Regions from separate parts of the Mus musculus genome. Here all the other regions are linked to region 1. Evidence: chromatin contacts called from public promoter capture Hi-C data. All regions are on one chromosome and are shown on one strand. Each heading gives the region's core, a stretch centred on a gene start, on an enhancer-like site or on the middle of the called end of the contact. The rest is flanking DNA. Distances are from core to core; before and after follow the strand shown.

Region 1 (2,930 bases), core at 16-2,515:
GCCTCCACCTCCCAAGTGGCTGGTATTATAAAATCTCTTACAAGTCGAGAAAAGAAAAAAAAAATATATACATATAGTGATATAAAGTACTAAACATACATACATACATACATCCTCCAAACCTTCCATGGCAAAACAGAGCTACATCCAATCGCTCAAATCATCGATAAAAGCAACTGGGGTGGGGGTGAGCAGGTAGGGCTGGGCGCGGACTATCCAACAGACCTCACACATCAAGCCACTTCCCGTAATTCTCATAGCCTGCCTGCACTCAGCATTTACCTTCCTCATACCGTAATCTGATATCCAGGTCTTAACCACATGTAAAACACAGACAGCTATGCTGAAAAGTTCCTATTACAGTATTAGGACAATTGACACTTTCAGCAGTAGTCGTGGATGCTAGACAACAGCCCTAAAGGCTTTAAAGGGGAGAAAACACACAAGACAAGAAACACAAATTGGTAATAAAATGAGAACCCGATTCTCTGAAAAGAGTAACTCCCTAGGCTTAAGAGTAACTGAGGAACAGGTCGACTCCCTTCCAAAGAAAAGGCTTTACTGCCCAGAATGCTATGGCTGAAACCGGAATTCCCGTGAACTAACGGAAGGGAAACGGGGGAAAACCTCTGGATGCGAGATGACCTGAATTCTCTCGGGAAGAAAACCGAGCAAAGCTTAGAAGCGTATCGAGCCCAGAGTCGAGTTTTGGGCCTGCTGCGCCTCAGGGGCATTTTCTAGCAACCTCCAAATTAATCACCATAGAAAAGGCTTCAGTTGTGAGCGCGATGGATGATTCAAAGGGACTTGGGAGAGGAGGAGCCTTCTCAAGAAAAAAAGAGGGAGTCTCAGGAAAAGAACACCCCAGGGGACAGGGAGGAAGTGGCGGGGAGCCCTCGCGCGGGCACCGCCGGCGCGCAAACAACGACGGCCGTGCCGGGGCACTTACGCGGCCGCCTCTTCCGGAGGCCTTCGGCGCGCGGGCGGCCGGCCGAGGTGGAGCCGCCTAGAGAGCCGGGCCGCTCCCGTCTCACACTCTCCGCCTCCCCGGACCCCGACGGCGCCGCGCTACTCGCCCGGCGCCTCAGCGGGTCCCGCCTCCGCGCTTCCGAGTCCGCAGACTCGCCGACCGCGGCTGAGGTGGCGGCAGCCCTGCCCTGGCGCTCCATAGGCGCGCCAAACCGGCCCGCTCCCATCCGCAACAGCCGCCGCTGCCGCCCGAGCCAGCCCCCCAGCGCCGCCTTGCCGCCTCCGCGCAGCCCGCTGGAGCGCAGGCGCACGCCGGCTGCCGCCTTTTCCGTTGCGCCAACGTGCAGCTAGCCAATCCGAGCTGGCTAGGGGCGGGTTCCAGAGGTCTTGTCCAATAGGCTCCCAGACTCCAGCCGAAGAGACCGCGCCACCATCCAACGACAGGCACTCTGGACGGATGAAGGCGGGGTCAGCGCAGGCTGGGAGCGATCGTGGAGGGGCCCAAAGGATTTGAGTGAGGGGCGCCCTCTCTTGTGCATCCGCGAGAGCGGTGGCCAAGCTGCTCCCCTATTCCCTAGAACTCCAGGGAGTCTACTATCTCTTCTCTGTTCACGAATCACTCCTTCCTCCCGCCCAATAGAGCCCCCGAAGCTACTGAGAAGTGTTAACAGAAGGAAGGACTCTGAGCTGCGACTAACCTTAGCCTTTGTCCCCGGGTCTGGTTCTATAGCTGCAGTAGGAGCCACACTACAGTCCACAAAGTACAAGCACCGTCTCTTCCTTTGTGCTATGACTTCATTCCCAGTACCAGAAGGAATGAAAAGACTGAGGTTTGTCTCCATGACAACTGGCGGGAGGAGGTGGATTCTAAATCCTTCACCTACTCCCCTTCCTGAAGAAGGCAGTATGAAGGCTTGGAAGTTAGGTTGGTTGGGGTTGTTGTTGTTGTTGGGGTTTTTGTTTGTTTGTTTTTCTTTAATGTGTTTGAGCATTTTTCATGCATGTATGTCTGTGACCCTGGTGTGTGCCTGATGGTCGCTGAGGGCAGAAGAAATCGAGGGATTTCCCCATATGGATCCCAGGAATCTAACCCAGACCTCTGCAAGAACAGCAAATGCTCTTAATCACTGAACCATAGCTCCAGACCCCTGGGTTTTTACAGAAGATGGATTTTTTTTTTAAATCGTTTGCCCTTCCCAAGTGCCCTAACCCTTGATATCCCACCCAGATATACCCCTGAAGCATTCCCTCAGTCCCTCAATTTTAAGTGACTGAGGCTTTCTCACAATTTCCTAAGTACCTTTCTTGGGAGGAGATAATGTCCCTTGAATAACAGCCCTCTTACCTTCTAACTTACTCCCTCACTAATAGTTCCGGCCTGAGCTTCTCTTGTGAATGCTGAAAAACACTCCCATACTTGCTCCAAACTAGTACCCCACAGTGTAGAATTAACTCTGGAAACCTTATTTCCTAACTTGAAATTCCAGCTTCCGCAGGAACACACACACACACACACACACACACACACACACACACACTGGATCTAACAAAAATCAGGAATGCCCATAACAGAGTAGGACTGCTCTTCAGAAGACCAGGAATCAATTCCCAGCTTCCACATGGCTCACAACCCTCTGTAACTTCTGGCCATTCCACTCTCTCTTCTGGTCCCCCTAGAGTACCAGGCAGCCACATGCTGAAGTAAGAATGCATGCTGCCAGCCTCTCATGCTGTCTCTGTCCCGTGTGTAGCCATTATACCGACCCAAATCACTGGGCTAGAGCCTGAGGAAAGCTCCTTTTAGGCTTTAAGCTAAAATCTTCAGACATCATTGGAATTCTGAATTATGTGTAAACAATAAAGACAAGATAGATGAGACAAAGTGAGAGCCATCAAAGCCCTACTGCTGAACTTAGCATCCCCCCCCCGCCCCCCACCTCCTAGGGCTGGGCATCCAGCCG
Region 2 (2,989 bases), core at 100-2,599, 600 kb after region 1:
ATATATAATCACATATAAGCATATATATTACATATATAGGCCAGGTAATTAATATACATATATATATATATATATATATCACATATAAAATAACATTTGTTAAGAAGCCAGCCAGGTGTGGTGGCACACGCCTTTAATCCCAGCACTTGGGAGGCAGAGGCAGGTGGATTTCTGAGTTCGAGGTCAGCCTGGTCTACAGAGTGAGTTCCAGGACAGCCAGGGCTACACAGAGAAACCCTGTCTCGGAAAAAAAATAATAATAATTCAGGAGCCAGGCAGGTCTGTGGTGCCACATGCCTTTAATTATAACCAAGGAAGAGGCAAGCAGATCCCTCTAAGTTTGTGGCCAGCCTTGTGTACATATTGAGTTCTAGGCCAGGCAGGGCCATATAATGAGAGCTCAAAGAACTAAAACAAAACAACCCATCCTCAAAAGATGGAGGAGCGTCTGGACATCAGGGTGCACACCTGTACTCCCATATAATCCAGGCACTTATGAGGCAGAAGCAAAGGATCAGTTTAAAGTCACCATCTACTATACACCAAGTCCAAGGCCAGCCTAGGCTACCAGATACCCTGTCTCAGAACAAAACCAAACAACTAAAGGTGGGGGGCAGCTGCGATAAAATTCCAGCAAAGCCTCAACCTTCAGCCGAACATGGATCTAAATCTCCAAATATACGGAAAGAACGTAGGTGCTAGAGATAAAGCTTACCGTAACAGCGCTTGCCTGACGCCTGGAAGGCCTTAGGTTTATCAACATTGAGAAACAAATTACAAAACATTCCACATTTACAGAAAGTAATACAATGGATGCCTAACTTGCAGTATTAATAAGATATTCGTACACACGTTGCATTTTTCAGTGCTCCAAATTAAACTAAGGGCCTTGGCCATGAGTGCTCTACTACTAATCTACAACCCCAGCTTAGTCCCCTACTTACTCGCCCCACTATTTTCTTCCTTTTTCTTTCTTTTTTTCTTAAACACTTATTTGACGTGTATGAGTGTTTCGCAGGTATGCATATCTGTGTATAACCTGCGTGCCTGACACTCGAGAGGGTCTGAAGAGGGTTTTGGGTCCCCTGGAATTGAAGTAATAGAAGGTTGTAAGCCACTATGTGGGTGCTGCGAACTGAACCCTGGCCCACTGGAAGAGCAGTCAGCGTCATTAAATGCAGACGACCTCCATGTTGCCATATAGCCAGAGACGACCTTGAAATGTTGGTCTCCGAGTCTCCACTTCCCGAGCACTGGGATGGCAAGCAAATGTGGCATCAGGGACTCTTCAGTTAACTGAGGCCCAGGTCAAGCCCAGGGTGGGGGCGGAGCTCAGCGAGCGGCTGGGCAGGGCGGACGGTAGTGGGCGGGGCCTGGCGATCCGGATCCCGCAGGCGCGCTGGCTGCGCTGCCCGGCTGTCTGTCGTCATGGTGGGGCCCTGGGTGTATCTGGTGGCGGCAGTTTTGCTCATCGGCCTGATCCTCTTCCTGACTCGCAGCCGGGGTCGGGCGGCAGCAGGTAGGAGGTGCCGCCGTCCCAGGGCTGGAGGAATCCGTTTTTCAGAGTTCCTGGGCTTTGGTAGGCCCTCGACTCGTGCGCATGCACTGACGAGCTTTCCTGTGCTTACGAGGAGCTTGTGCGCTGGCCCGAGCTTTGCGCACGCGCCTTAGGACACACTCGGAATTAGCGCGGAGCCCAGAGCTGGGGATGCAACCTAGGAACCAAGCCTGCCTTTCTACTCTGCACCAATAGGAGAGGCTGCCGGTTTTCTAATCCTGCCCAGTGTGTTCCGCTTACTAGGAGTAGGAGGGCTAAGCAGCCTTAGGAAACTGAATGCATCTCCCGCCAAAGAGGGCACCCATGCTGCTTTGCCTCGCCTCCACCAGGGTTAGAAGTGGCCTGGCACTGACAACCTGACAGTCCCCCTTACTAACATTTCACGTAAGTGTAGGAGTTTCTATATATCTCTCTGATGCCTGACCCCATAAGCCACCTCAGAGCACCTCTGTGTCCCACGGGCAGAAGAGACAGAAGCTGAGGTAAAGCTGATTGCCAACAAGTCTTCCAGGGAGGGACGATTCAGCCTCGACTGTGACATGTAGTCTCTGGTTGGCGTACCCTATAAAATCATAACATAGCAAGAAGTAAATGTAATCTTGCAGCGGGCATGGAGCGAGATCTGTAAACCTCAGGGTGAGAGTATCCTCACAGGTCGCCTGTTCAAGATGAAGATATCAAAGGAGGTAGGAAATGAGAAGTGAGCATCAGGCCAAAGTGTGCGTACAAAAAAGGCCTTGACAAACCTAAGTTGGGACTTGGTGCTGTGGGCAGCAATAGTCTGAGGTGGTTCAGCAGGGGGATGAGACTCCCAAGATCCTGTGCTTCACTCTCTTGAAGATGGGCTGCTTGACAGTGTTATGATTCCTCCCTCCCAAAAGCTGACGGAGAACCACTGCACAATGAGGAAGAGAGGGCAGGAGCAGGCCAGGTAGGCCGCTCTTTGCCCCAGGAGTCTGAAGAACAGAGAACTGGAAGCAGACCCCGGCGTCGGAGGGACTTGGGCAGCCGTCTACAGGCCCAGCGTCGAGCCCAGCGAGTGGCCTGGGAAGACGGGGATGAGAATGTGGGTCAAACTGTTATTCCAGGTAAGAGGGCCCAGCCTGGGGGAGGGCTGGATTAAAGGCGTTCGGAAGTCTCCCAAGCTAGAGACACACAAGGAGCATGAAGCCAGTGGAGGAAGGACATTTAGTGGTAGGACTGGAGTCTTGGGCCTGGGCTTTGGTCCTTGAAGTCAGCATTTCTTAACTCAATCCCTGTTCTATTGGGCGTCACTTCCTTCATCTTGGTTCAGTGCAATTAGCTGTAACCCTAGAATAAGTGCTTAGAAATAGAGACATTTCAGCTGATATTTACATCCACACAGCAGACACTTGGAGTCTTACAAAATCCGCATGGTTGTGGGAAAGAATGTGTCTTCTCTAGTACTTG
Region 3 (2,987 bases), core at 115-2,614, 620 kb after region 1:
ATTGGCTAATGACAATAAGATCTTAGTTTATTTAATATACTTCCTTATTTGGATTGGTTGATTGGTTTTTTTGGTTGGTTGGCTTTTTGGTTTTTTGGTTTGGTTTGGTTTGGGTTTTGGGTTTTGGTTTTGGTTTTTTGAGACAGTGTTTTTCTCTATGTAGCCCTGGCTGTCTTGGAACTCGATCTGTAGACCAGGTTAGAATCGGTCTCAGAGACCCTGCCTCTGTCTCTCAAGTTCTGGGATTAAAGGCATTTACTTAATACATTTAAAAGCAATCATTAGAACTGAAAACAGGAATTCATTAAATTCACTATAGGAAATAAAAACAATTGTTTAAAAAGGCAAAAAAAATTAAAATCTATGACATAGTCCTATGTCATAGGATGGCTAAACTCATCAGTTATCACAATCACAACCTACAGCCTTTTGCTAAGGCGGAAGCCTGGGCCTAGCTTGCTTCCTCATACTGATCAGACCAAGGGCATAGTTGAAGGCTGAGTGCTTCCTTTAGGAAGTTTTCCTGGGCAGCTGGCAACCCCTTTAGTGTATGCCACCTGCACTTGCCAAGGTGTTGATCTGAGTCAAAGATAAAGTCTTTACTCAATCTCTTTTTAGGATGGGGTTTGTTAGTTTTACAGCAGGCACGGGGCACAAGGTATAAAATACAAATTTCCTGTAGCGTCAAGTTTTAAATTGGTCAATTTATTGGCTCTTGCCTCCACCTAGATCATAGTCACAGGTGCCTTCACACCCCCGCATCTTGTAGGTTTGAAGGCTCTTCAGGGTTTTTTGGTTTTTTTCCCCCCCCTTAATTATTTTTTAATTCAGTGTATGGTTGTTTCGACCATATGTTTGTGCAGCACCTGCAGAGGCCAGAAGGTGTCCAATCCCTTGTAACTAGTTATCATGTGGGTGCTGCGAATTAAACCCAGGTTCTATGGAAGAGCAGCCAGTGCCCTTGACCACTAAGCCATCTGTCCAGTCCCATATTTGAAGGATTTAGGACATCTGCTGCACAGGGAATAGCTGGTGCAGGAGTTGAATCTAGAGTCCAAACAAGGTTGTCCATAAACCAAAGGGCTCATACACCCAGATACGGGGTTCAAAGAGAGTAGGAATTTGCTGGATTTCTGGTAGGACAGAAATTGGGGATTGACCCCAAGAATTTGGTACAGTGGCTAACGGACTGAGGCCGAGTATCTGCCACCCAGCCTTTTGGGCAGGCGGGCCGGCGCTCAGCGACCAAAGGGGTTAAGGCACCGAGTCCCACCCCCGTCCAGGATTGGCGGGTCCCGGGGGCGTGGCCGGAGGGCGGGCCCGCGTTTGCCGCAGCCGCTGGTGGGCGGGCCGGGCGCGGGGCGGGAGGGGCCAAGAGCAGAGCCCGGCCGCGCCGCGCGCCCTGTGGGGCGGGCTTCGGGCTGCGCCAGAGAGCGGGACAGCTAGCGCCGGTGTCTGAGCCTCTGCGCCGGACTCTGAGGCAGTGAGTAAGTGATACAGGCCTGCCGGGGTGCCCCTCCAGGTTCTCCCTCAGGTCACCATGCCCGCTGCATCGCTCGCTGCTTCTGGCCGGTGGGAAGCTGGGGAGGGGGCGCGTCCCGCTGCTAGGGTACCGGGGAGCTGGGGGGGGATGAGGCCGATGATGTCATGGACGCTTCAACCGGCGCGCGGGGAGGGGGGGGTGGCGGCCGGAGGGGGTGCGGCCCGGATTATGTCACCTCTTCTCTCTGCACCCCGCCCCCCCCCGGGGGCCACGCGCGTTGGTGGAGAACCGAGGGAGGTATGGGTGGAATTTCTCCAACCGCGGAGACCTCTGTGGCACCTTTGCAGAGATTTTGTGGCTGGGGTCTATGTGCTAGTGAATGGCGACCCTCCCCCTCCCCCCCCACACACTCTGACACACACATGCACAGCTGAGGCAGGCTCCTGTGTGAGCGGGTGGGTGGGGGTGTGCTGTCAGTACCTTCAGCACTGAAGCACTGGCTTCATCAGAGTCAGGATCTAGGGGATGGGCCTCTTCCCCTGCAGGTGCCCACATTTCCAAGGGAAGATGAATCTCCCCTCACACATCCCAACCAAGAAGTTCTGCTCCCTGAATCCCTTCCCTTAATCCTTCCTGGAAGCTTTTCCTTGTTTCTATGTCTGCATTCATTTCCTATTGACATTGCTCATAACCAACATCCCCACAAGTATTGGCCTTGCATTTTCATGATGCCGGGGGGGGGGGGTCCAGAGACCCCTGGGGTAACACAGGCTTCCAATGGGGAAGGCTCACAGTGAAATCTCCCTGGGTCATCCTGAGCTAAGTGCTCCAAGACCTCTTGGGTACCAAGGATGCTGAGGAGTATTTGGACTGGTTCCAGAAGAATGTAGGCTGGGCAGAGAGCTGAGAAGAGGTCATGTGTGGAGTGAAGAGCTGCTTTCAGGAGAAATACAGGGTGGATATCAAGAGAGGCCTTAGAGACTCTGCTACAAACTCTACTTGGTTGTGGGTGCCAAAAAGAATACCATGGATTTTACACATAATCCGTTTCCTTTTTAAAAAATCGCTGTAAGGTAGGTGTGAGAATTTGAGTCTGCTTGAGGTTTCGTAGCTGAGCTGTGATTTACACCTGGAGCTGATGCTGCAGGAATTCTAAGGCCCTTGACCCTGCTCGGGGAAGGGTTTAGCCAGAGTCCATTTGGCCCCTCTGACTGCTAGTATTGTAATGTCACAGGCACTGAGGGTTGATAGAACAGAAATGGAGGCAGGCTCAGGCAACAGGCTATCATCCCAGAGTGATGCGGTTCAACTGCCCTTGCAGATCACACTGTCACCTAGGGCAGTCCTCCTCAAGCCTCAAGTCCTAAAGAGGGCTCTCAGCCCCTCCTCTCCCCTCAGTTCCTACTTGCCAGGGAAAGAGATTCCACTCCTTGTCCTTCCAACTCTACCAAGGTTTTGAGGAAAGAATTTGCAGGAGCCTGAGGTTGGAAGAGGCAAGGGGCAG

What was found. Promoter capture Hi-C pulls out the DNA fragments that hold promoters and counts their contacts. Capture Hi-C pulls out chosen DNA fragments and counts their contacts.
Region 2: a contact with region 1 is called in a promoter capture Hi-C map of liver. The contact joins the promoter of Ddrgk1 here to the promoter of Pank2 in region 1. A contact is called at or near these places in 12 of 39 promoter capture datasets (the 3T3-L1 cell line, 3T3-L1-derived adipocytes, the C10 cell line and 8 more), 1 of 115 datasets of contacts at active chromatin or transcription factors (memory CD8 T cells) and 1 of 9 other capture datasets (liver).
Region 3: a promoter capture Hi-C map of pre-B cells shows a contact between it and region 1. The contact joins the promoter of Lzts3 here to the promoter of Pank2 in region 1. A contact is called at or near these places in 5 of 39 promoter capture datasets (liver, maxillary cranial neural crest, pre-B cells and 1 more) and 2 of 484 Hi-C or Micro-C datasets (both in embryonic stem cells).

The regions. Positions count from the first base shown.
Region 1 is chr2:131,260,835-131,263,764 of GRCm38.p6, reverse strand. It overlaps Pank2 (pantothenate kinase 2), which reads right to left and starts at 1,265. Exons shown (of 7, transcript NM_153501.2): 1 at 950-1,265. The coding sequence starts at 1,196.
Region 2 is chr2:130,663,005-130,665,993 of GRCm38.p6, reverse strand. Ddrgk1 (DDRGK domain containing 1) reads left to right here and starts at 1,349. Exons shown (of 9, transcript NM_029832.2): 1 at 1,349-1,519; 2 at 2,440-2,646. The coding sequence starts at 1,429. It also overlaps a transcript of Itpa not described here.
Region 3 is chr2:130,641,221-130,644,207 of GRCm38.p6, reverse strand. It overlaps Lzts3 (leucine zipper, putative tumor suppressor family member 3), which reads left to right and starts at 1,364. Exons shown (of 5, transcript NM_197945.4): 1 at 1,364-1,487. All of the region lies in intron 2 of Gm52563 (a long non-coding RNA gene), which reads right to left.